Linked DNA regions of Mus musculus: region 1 is linked to region 2. Evidence: chromatin contacts called from public promoter capture Hi-C data. All regions are on one chromosome and are shown on one strand. Each heading gives the region's core, a stretch centred on a gene start, on an enhancer-like site or on the middle of the called end of the contact. The rest is flanking DNA. Distances are from core to core; before and after follow the strand shown. Region 1 has its middle 29 kb from the start of Smc3. Region 2 has its middle 8.9 kb from the start of Gm30381.

Evidence for each region. Promoter capture Hi-C pulls out the DNA fragments that hold promoters and counts their contacts.
Region 1: a contact with region 2 is called in a promoter capture Hi-C map of pre-B cells, with 2.6 times the contacts expected there. The contact joins two enhancer-like sites. A contact is called at or near these places in 3 of 39 promoter capture datasets (the C10 cell line, the HPC-7 cell line and pre-B cells).

Annotation. Positions count from the first base shown.
Region 1 is chr19:53,569,368-53,573,755 of GRCm38.p6, forward strand. No RefSeq gene overlaps it. Among named protein-coding and RNA genes, the nearest start is that of Smc3, 29 kb to the right of the region's middle. Within about 2 kb of position 2,849, at least 46 of the 459 cell types and tissues checked have an H3K27ac peak or open chromatin away from gene starts, as enhancers often do. A contact at or near this core is called in the HPC-7 cell line and pre-B cells, where this site is marked.
Region 2 is chr19:53,117,692-53,121,897 of GRCm38.p6, forward strand. No RefSeq gene overlaps it. Among named protein-coding and RNA genes, the nearest start is that of Gm30381, 8.9 kb to the right of the region's middle. Within about 2 kb of position 2,195, at least 68 of the 459 cell types and tissues checked have an H3K27ac peak or open chromatin away from gene starts, as enhancers often do. A contact at or near this core is called in the HPC-7 cell line and pre-B cells, where this site is marked.

The sequences.
Region 1 (4,388 bases), core at 1,599-4,098, 450 kb after region 2:
CTTTTTTTAAAAAAAAAAGATTTTATTTATTATTTATTTTATATGTAAGTACACTGTTGCTGTCTTCAGACACACCAGGAGAGGGAGTCAGATGTCATTATGGATGGTTGTAAGCCAACATGTGGTTGCTGGGATTTGAACTCAGGACCTTCGGAAGGACCTTCTCTTAACTGCTGAGCCATCTCTCCATCCCTGTTTATAATTTCTTGCTACATACATCACAATTAATGGCTTGAAACAGGAGGGGGAAATCCAGTGACAATTTTAGAATTTCAGTTTCTTTAAAAATACAGAAATAAGAATATGTTTTTCATTCCAAGTGTGCGGATGTGGGGTTCTTTGAACTGTCCACAGCAGCTGACTACAATTTGCCTCGCGCTCTAGCAGAGGCATGGTTTTGCCAGCTGTAGACAGTTTCTGCGGCTGTGTGATGTTTGGAATTCTGGGAAATTTCAGAGGGTATATAAATACTAGAGCCCTGGTAGGCAGGGTTGGTGGTTGGTGGTCATTCAGGGCAGTTCTTTGCAGTTTGTTAGTAGTTATGCTCAAAGATGAAACAAGAAGAAGGAAATTAGATTCAGATCTCTCTCTCTCCCTCCTCTATCTTTCTTTCTCTCCTATCTAGTGGTAGGGGCTAAAACCAAGGGGATAAAGGGTTCGAAAAAGAAGAACCCACAAAGTAGCAAAGACCAGCTATACACACATACCACACACACACACACATGCAGCCACACACGCAGGTGCCATGCACATACATGTGTACTGTATATGCCCCCCCACACACCACAAACATTCGCACCACACATGCACCACATACACCATACACATACATATGTACCATGTAGACACGTGTAAACACACACTACTCTCACAAGCACAACCTCTTTTACACACATATGCTCACATACCCACACACACTCACACATATACTCTCACATGCAAATACACATTCACTCACACACACACACACACACACATACATTTACATGTGATGAAAAAAATTTCTCCAAGAAGAGTCAGAAAAAAGATAATTTGGGGTGGTGGTGGTGCATGAATTGACAGTTATTAGGGGGGGAAGAGATGTTTCCTTATCCCTTGTAGACCGGTCTGGTCTAGAGCGCCACATGTAGCCAAGGTCCTAGGACTGCAGGCTGGAGTCACTCCTTCTTGCTCTGAAGGCATCTCCACAGTAGACATCACTGGTGCTGAGACACTAACCATCCATGATGAAGCAGTGCTCCATGTCAAGGCTCAGTGCTGGGGGAGTCAATTAGACGGCTCAGTGGCCAAAGTGATCGCTGCACCAGCCGTTGACTGGAGTGCCATTCCTGGAACTGACTCCACAGAATCATCCTCTGGTCTCCACACATATTCTGTACACACATGTATCCCCACTGACTGTATTTGTGCTCTCTCTCTCTCTCTCTCTCTCTCTCTCTCTCTCTCTCTCTCTCTGTGTGTGTGTGTGTGTGTGTGTGTGTGTGTGTGTGTGAGTGAAATGCATAGGCTTGTATGCAGGAAGGAAAAACAGATTTTGCTGTATGGTGTTTTCCATAAAGATTCTTTTTAAGTTCTGCATGGTGTTCTTCACCTATAACCCCACAGCACTCAGGAGGCAGAAGGCCAGCCTGGTCTGCATATGTTTTAAGAGGGCGGTGCAGAGTCTTGGTAGGCAGTGAGAGGTCAATTAACAAACCCAGGAACAGCTTTGGAGAACTGGCTCATTTCTTGGTGGGGAGAAAGGGGTATTTATGCCCATCGGGAGGTGGCCAGGGTCTCTGGGACCAGGTTTATGTGGCTGGATACCATTGGCCAGAGCAGGGTGTTGGACAATGCCTCATCTCCATGCTCAGGGACTGTAGGGTCTTGGGGAGAAACCCTTATCAGGTCAAACAAGGAGTGAAGCCTGATAACTGTCAGGGTGATACATTCCTGCAAGGGTTGATGGTGGGGGAGGCAGCTTTATGGTGCCAGGTCGGGAGGGAGGAGGTGGCCAACTCCTGTCTCATGTTTGAGGGATCCACGGTTGAAGCTCCCTTGGCCTTTCTCCATAACCCTGGGCCATTACGGTCCCCCAGTTACCTGGCTGATTTCTGTGGCCAGGGATGAAGTCATTCCATGTCGGTGGTTCTGGGCCAAACACTGCAAAGGGGTATGGGTATCAACTGTAGTCTGGCATATCTCTTCTTTTGGTTACTTCACAATGGAAAACAATGCTTATCTCAGGGCCCAAGGTTACCATATGCTGGAGAAGTGGGGCAGGTCAATGGCACAGAAGAGAAGGCTTTTTTCCAATGACCTATGTTCTAGGAGTCAGGATGAGGGAGCCTTATAGGAAAGCAGCAAGGGCAGCCAGCCAGAGTCTGTGAGTTTAGCGTCCCAGGTCAGGTGCTATGCGAGGGTACCAGCTCCCCTGTCCCTAGTCTACTTTCAAGAGACGATTTTATTCTGACTTATCAACAAGAGTAGGAACAAGGAAACAGGAAACAGATGCACTGGTTTCCAAGACCAACGCTCAAGTTCAGGAGCAGAGAGATGACTGTCACAGAGCATTGTCCTCTCTCCTGAGAGGGAGGCAAGTCAAGGGTACTGAATACTCAGAAGGCGGCTGATTCACACCTGTAATCTGACCCTAGGGAAACAGAGGCAGGATTGCGGGTGAGTTCCCGGGCTGCCAGGACTTACTCAGCTCAAGGACAGCCAGGGATATGGCGGAAGACTGCCTCAAACCATCTCCACCCTCCTGCTAAAAAGTTGCCTAGAACAAATCGCAGAGCCTCTGGGGATTCTTTAGATGAGGGTTTAGTCTTAGCCGGAAATGGTTGGCTCTGGCCCTTGTGGGCTACGTCATCACAGGCGAGTTACTTGGTGTCTGCGCCCACTTCCATATAGTACAGTGAGCCTAGTCATTTCCCCCCCCTACAGGGATCTTCTAAGACTAAGCAAGACAACGAGTGGAAAGATCCAGACACAAAACGGGTGTCAATAGTATTCCTCGTAAGTATGTTTACAGATAATTTGCATTCGTCGTGTTAGTATTAAACTGAAGACTGGAGGAAACCCACTGCTGTTTCCTCTTAACCCCATAGAAATAGTCATCAGAAGCCCTTTGTTATGTCTTTCTGGATTTTTAAAAATGTTTTGTTTTTCTTAAAAATGGGATCTCGGGACTGAAGAGATGGCTTAGTGGCTAAGAATGCCTGTTGCTCTTACAGAGGACCCAAGGTCAGCTCCAGCAATCACATCAGGTACCTCACAACCACAGATACCTGCAGCTCCAGGGGCCCCAACACCATGTGGACTTGAACTCAGGACCTCTGGAAGAGCAGTCAGAGCTTTTAACCGCTGAGCTGTCTCTCCAGCCCCAGCCCATATCTCTCAGTCCTCCTCCAAAGCATCAGCTTTTAAAACAGTGTGAGATACAGCGACCTGTACAGTCGTACGCTGTGTGTTTAACTCACCCGCACTGTCCAGCAGTTCCCTCTGTAAACAGTGCTGCAGAGAGTATCTTGGCAGCAGCTTCTCTATGACAAACGTCCTGAAGAATTAACTCGTAATCCGTATGACAAACAGCCTTCCGGAAACTTCAGGTAAGTTTATTCCCGCCCCGCCTAGCATCATCCATTATGCTCACGAAAGGCCGATCCTGGATTTTGTCATTTCTGTTTTTTCTCCAGCAGCAGCAACTTGATCCTTTCTTTCTTTCTTTCTTTCTTTCTTTCTTTCTTTCTTTCTTTCTTTCTTTCTTTCTTTCTTTCTTTCTTTCTTTCTTTTTCTCTGCATGGACGATTCTGTCCAAATGTAATTGGCCCTCTATTGCTGCAGGTTCTGCATTCCCAGGTTTAACTAATCCCAGGTTTTGTGGCAAATGCCTGCAAACCCAGCTCTCAGGAGGCAGAGCCAGGAGGTCCAGTCTGGTCTACATTGTGTGTTGCTGGTTGGCCTGGGCTACAGAGTGAGGCCCTATCTCAAAGAAAGCCAAGCATATCAGTGCTTGCCTGTCCTGCCAGGACTCAGGAGGGAGAGGCAAGGCAATCAGAAGTTCAAGGCCACCTTTCTGTGCTTAGTAAGAAATTAGAAGCCAGTATCGGCTATGTGAGACACAAACAATCAAAAAACTAGAATATTTTAAAAACTTGTGTCTAAAGCATGGTACGGTGACACATACCTTTCTTTAATCCCCAGCACTCAGGAGGCAGAAGCGGGTGGATCTCTATGCGTTCAAGGCCAGCCTGGTCTACATAGCAAGTTCCAGGACAGCCAGGACTACACAGAGATCCTTCTCAAGCAACAACAATAACTTGTGTCTGAGAGGGGCATGGTGACACACTCCTGAAAGTCCACTATTGAGGCAAGTGGTCATGATTAATCAGAGAGGGCAGCTTAGT
Region 2 (4,206 bases), core at 945-3,444:
CTTCCCAAATAATTCTATAAAATATATGAGGACCATTTTATAGCAGAGGAAACTAAGGTTGCCACTTTTTTATTTTTTTGAGATAAGGAGGACCATTCCCTCTCAACCCATCACACTCCCAAAGTCCTAGGATATAGCCATGAGCCAGCATGCCTGACTCTCCAGAAGTTTTGATACAGAGATAATCCTGCATATGGTTTACATATAGTTTTTCAAAGATAAATTTAATTTAAGAACACACATTGTTTTATATCTTTCTTTTCTCCAATTCACAATATATCCTGGATAGTTTTCTATATTAGGGGTGTTTGTGTGTGTGTGTGTGTGTGTGTGTGTGTGTGTGTGTGTGTGTGTGCATCTCTTTCTTTGCCAAGGTTTCTATTTTATTTAGGCAATTTACAAGGAATGTTTACAGAGTTCAGTTTACTACTGTAGCAATCAGCACTAAAATTAATGTCCCTATATTTGTATTTCTGAGCATTTATTTGAATGTGTCTATAAGATTAAAAACTCCTAGAACTATCAAGTTATGCAATTTTTGATTGATTTTATTTATGTTTCTTATTTTAGGTACATTGGTGGTTTTGTTGGCATGTATGTCTGTATGAGGGTGTCAGATCCCCTGAAAGTGGAGTGACAGAACAGTTGTGAACTGCCATGTAGGTACTGGGAATCACCCAGGTCTACTAGAAGAGCAGCCAGTGTTCTTAGCCACTGAGCCATCTCTCCAGACCTAAATATGCATTTTAAATGTCCTCAGATATTTTCCATGGACCTTTGTAGCCAACAAGGATGGGACTGCAACTGTACTCTGACAACTAATAATTGTGTTACTTCAAAAAAGTTATTTTGAGGCCAGACATGATGGCACCTGCTTTTAGTCCCAGCACTCAGGCAGCAGAGGCAAGTAGATCTCTAGGTTTGAAGCCAGCCTGGTCTCCAGAGTGAGTTCCAGGCCAAAAAGGGCTTCAGAGTGAAACCTTCTGGTGAGACCCTATCTCAAAAAAATAAAAAAGTGGCAACCTTAGTTCCCTCTGCTATAAAATGGGTATAATTTAGTCTGCCTCAGAGTTGTCCATGGATCAAACAAAACAACAGTTCACACACACTCATCCCTTTTCTCTCTCTCTCTCTCTCGTTCATATCCGGTTCCCTAACGTCTATTTTAGTTTTTGCAAAGATTTGGCAAAGATACCGTTCCAGGTCAACAAATACTTGTAGAGCTCTAATCGGCAGGGTTTAACAGTGGCTGAAGGGACTCTGGTTCTCTGATTTTTTAAAAAGATGCACATTGTCTGTTTCAGAGTTTTCAGTACTGAACAGGAGAGAACTCCACAGATTCCACTCTAAGGTGGAATTCCACCCAAGGACGTGGTGTTGAAACAGTAACAGCACAACAACCTAAGAAGAGCGTGGTGGTCTGGCAGCATAGGAGTGCTGGAGAGGCAATTCATGACTCTGTACCTTTCCTTTCACCTGTGTAAGGGAGACACTTGGAGCAGAAGACCAGAGCATTTGGCTGGAAATAAACTGAAGTCTTTTCATTTACTCATGAGGCTTCGCATACAGTTGGCATTCTACTCCCGACCACATCAATTGCTTTCAGATAAATGGCATCGCTCTCTCTGCTCCTCCCAGAGGAAAACGGATGTGCCAAGAAGATGTGCCACTTTTAGTCCCATGGCTGTCCTTTGCTCTGGATCGGTTTCAGAGATGCTAATATTTTCATCTGAGAAATGAGGGTAAACTTGACCTGAACTCACTTCCGCTTTCACGTGGGCGTGTTACACACCCAGCTTACTTCCTCTTTCTTCCTAACTTTCTGCTAAAATTCTCCCCAACCCCTACTGTCTTCTCCATCCGAGTTTTATCTTACTTTTTGCTGCCCTAAATTTCATATTGAAACTCTACCACTCAAGCAACTCTTGGGAAAAATAACTGCAAAACCTTTCCAATAACATTTGAAGCCACCACAGTCCCAGGGGGGGAAACTTCATTTGTCCATATTGTCCTGGCTTCTTGGCCTGTTTCACCAGCTCTGTCTATGACAATAGACTCTTAGAGGTTTGGAACTTTGTTTCATTTAAATCTTGGGCAGCACTCAAACTACTGTTGTGGTCAGTCACGCAGCCTAGAGTCTGTGTGTTCACACAGCTCTGTTGTGTTAGAAAGCTGCTGAAGACTTGAAGACTGAACGTATGTTTCGGGTTGCTTCTCTTATATTTTTGGTTGTGAGCCTAGCCTTTAACGGCTGAGCCGTCTCTCCAGCCCAACTCGGGTTGCTTCTCTAGAGCTGATTTGTCAATCTCTTATGTATCCAGGCCCTCAAGTTCTTCCACATAGATGATTTCTCTCTTCCTGAGTCTTTCTTTCCCTTCACACTCCTTAAAGCTTTGAGATTGGTTTTTCTGACATGTAGATTGGACACGCCCTTCACCTTCTTCAGACTTACATGGCAACAATCCATAACTAAATACAACAAATCATGCTTTGTTTGCTTGCACAAGTTGAGAAAAGATGCCTACCAAAAATAAGTTAATTTAAAAAGAAGAATAGATATTAAATAAGACACAAAGCCCTGTAAAACCAATCTATTGTATAACACGCTTTGCAGAGATCCTGGGTTCAGTTCCCAGCGCCCACATGGCAGCCCATAACCTCTCTAGTTCCATTTATAAGGGATCTGAACCCCTCTTCAGACCTCTCTAAGCACTAGGCACCCATGAGGCACAATCTCATACATCCAGGTAAGATATTCGTCCTAAAAGTAAATAAATAAACTTGTTTTGAAAAGGAAAACACCTTGGTTTCTAACCCCAGAAATGATTTGTAAAGGTCTGCTCTTAAACATGTTATCAGCTGGGTTCTGTAGTGTGTTCCCTTCCCAGTCTAGTTTCTTTGTTCAAGCTTAGGGTTGAGATTCACCCAGGTTTCTGAATGTAGCAATTGTCTATTCAGTCTCAGCTCTGAGTGATAGTTTCATTGTATCGACCCAGCTCTGCTGATCTCTTCATTCCCGTTGTTTTCTGCTTCTGCCTTGGTGAATAGGGCTGTTATGAACGACCACATGCATGTAGCACATGTCCAGACTTATCCCAGAGGATCTCTGGATGCCTAAAATAATGTGCACTGTGTCATCAAAGTCTTAAATTTAGTTTTCAAAATAAAAGGCAAGATTTGAGATACTGCTGGGTCTGAGCTTCTCTATGAATCAAATGCCTAGGCATAGCAGTGGGTCTAAAAATAAATGTGTATTTCAAAATAATAACGTGCAGAAGTGAAATTTCAAAATTCCAGCCAAGCTACAACTTGCTAGGAAAGTATTTATGATTCCAATTAGTTATGGAGTCATAGACACTGGAACACTTTTGTGATGTATTGAATACAATCATAATTGATGGAAGGGCATATTTTAATTACAGAGGGTTTTATCTTGTTGCTCTCTTTGTTTGTTTCATTGTGGTTTTGGTTGTTTTAGTTTTTGAGACAGGCTGTTACTATGTAGCTAAGGATGGCCTCAAACTCACCAAGGTCAAGAGACCTTCCCTGGTGTCTTGAATACTAGGATTACATTCAGAGCCCTCCCAACCCCACTTTTTTGGATAGGGTCTTTCTATATAACACAGGCTGGCCTCAGCTTCCTTCTCCTTCCTTCTCCTTCAAAGCACTGCCATTCTAGGCCTCTTCCTCCCTAGACAGAGGTTACTGAGAAATAGTCATTTTCTCCCTCCTTTATCCAAGTTCAAGAAGTCCTGTAATTCTATTACATTGGGAAATTTGATCTACATTTAAGCTTCTTAAAGGCTTAATCGAGCCTAAACAATTTATCTTACTTATTTTTCTGTTACTATGATAAAATGTCATGACCAGGGCAACTCATAGAAGAAAAACCGTTTAATTTAGCTTATGGTTTCAAATGGTTAGAGTCTGCACACTGGTGTGAAAGAACAGCTGAGAGCGTTTGATCCAAACACCAGGCAGGAGGAAGGGCTGGGACTCACAGGAGTCTTTTGAAACCTCAAAGCCCACCCCTAATGATACACCTCCTCCAATAGGCCATGCCTTCTAATCCTTCCCAAATGGTTCCACCAAGTGGAGACCAAGTTTTCAAACATATGAGCCTATGGAGGCTAATCTTATTCAACCCACCACACTACTAAAATTCCGAATTCGGCATCAAATTTGATATACAATCCCCAACTCTGC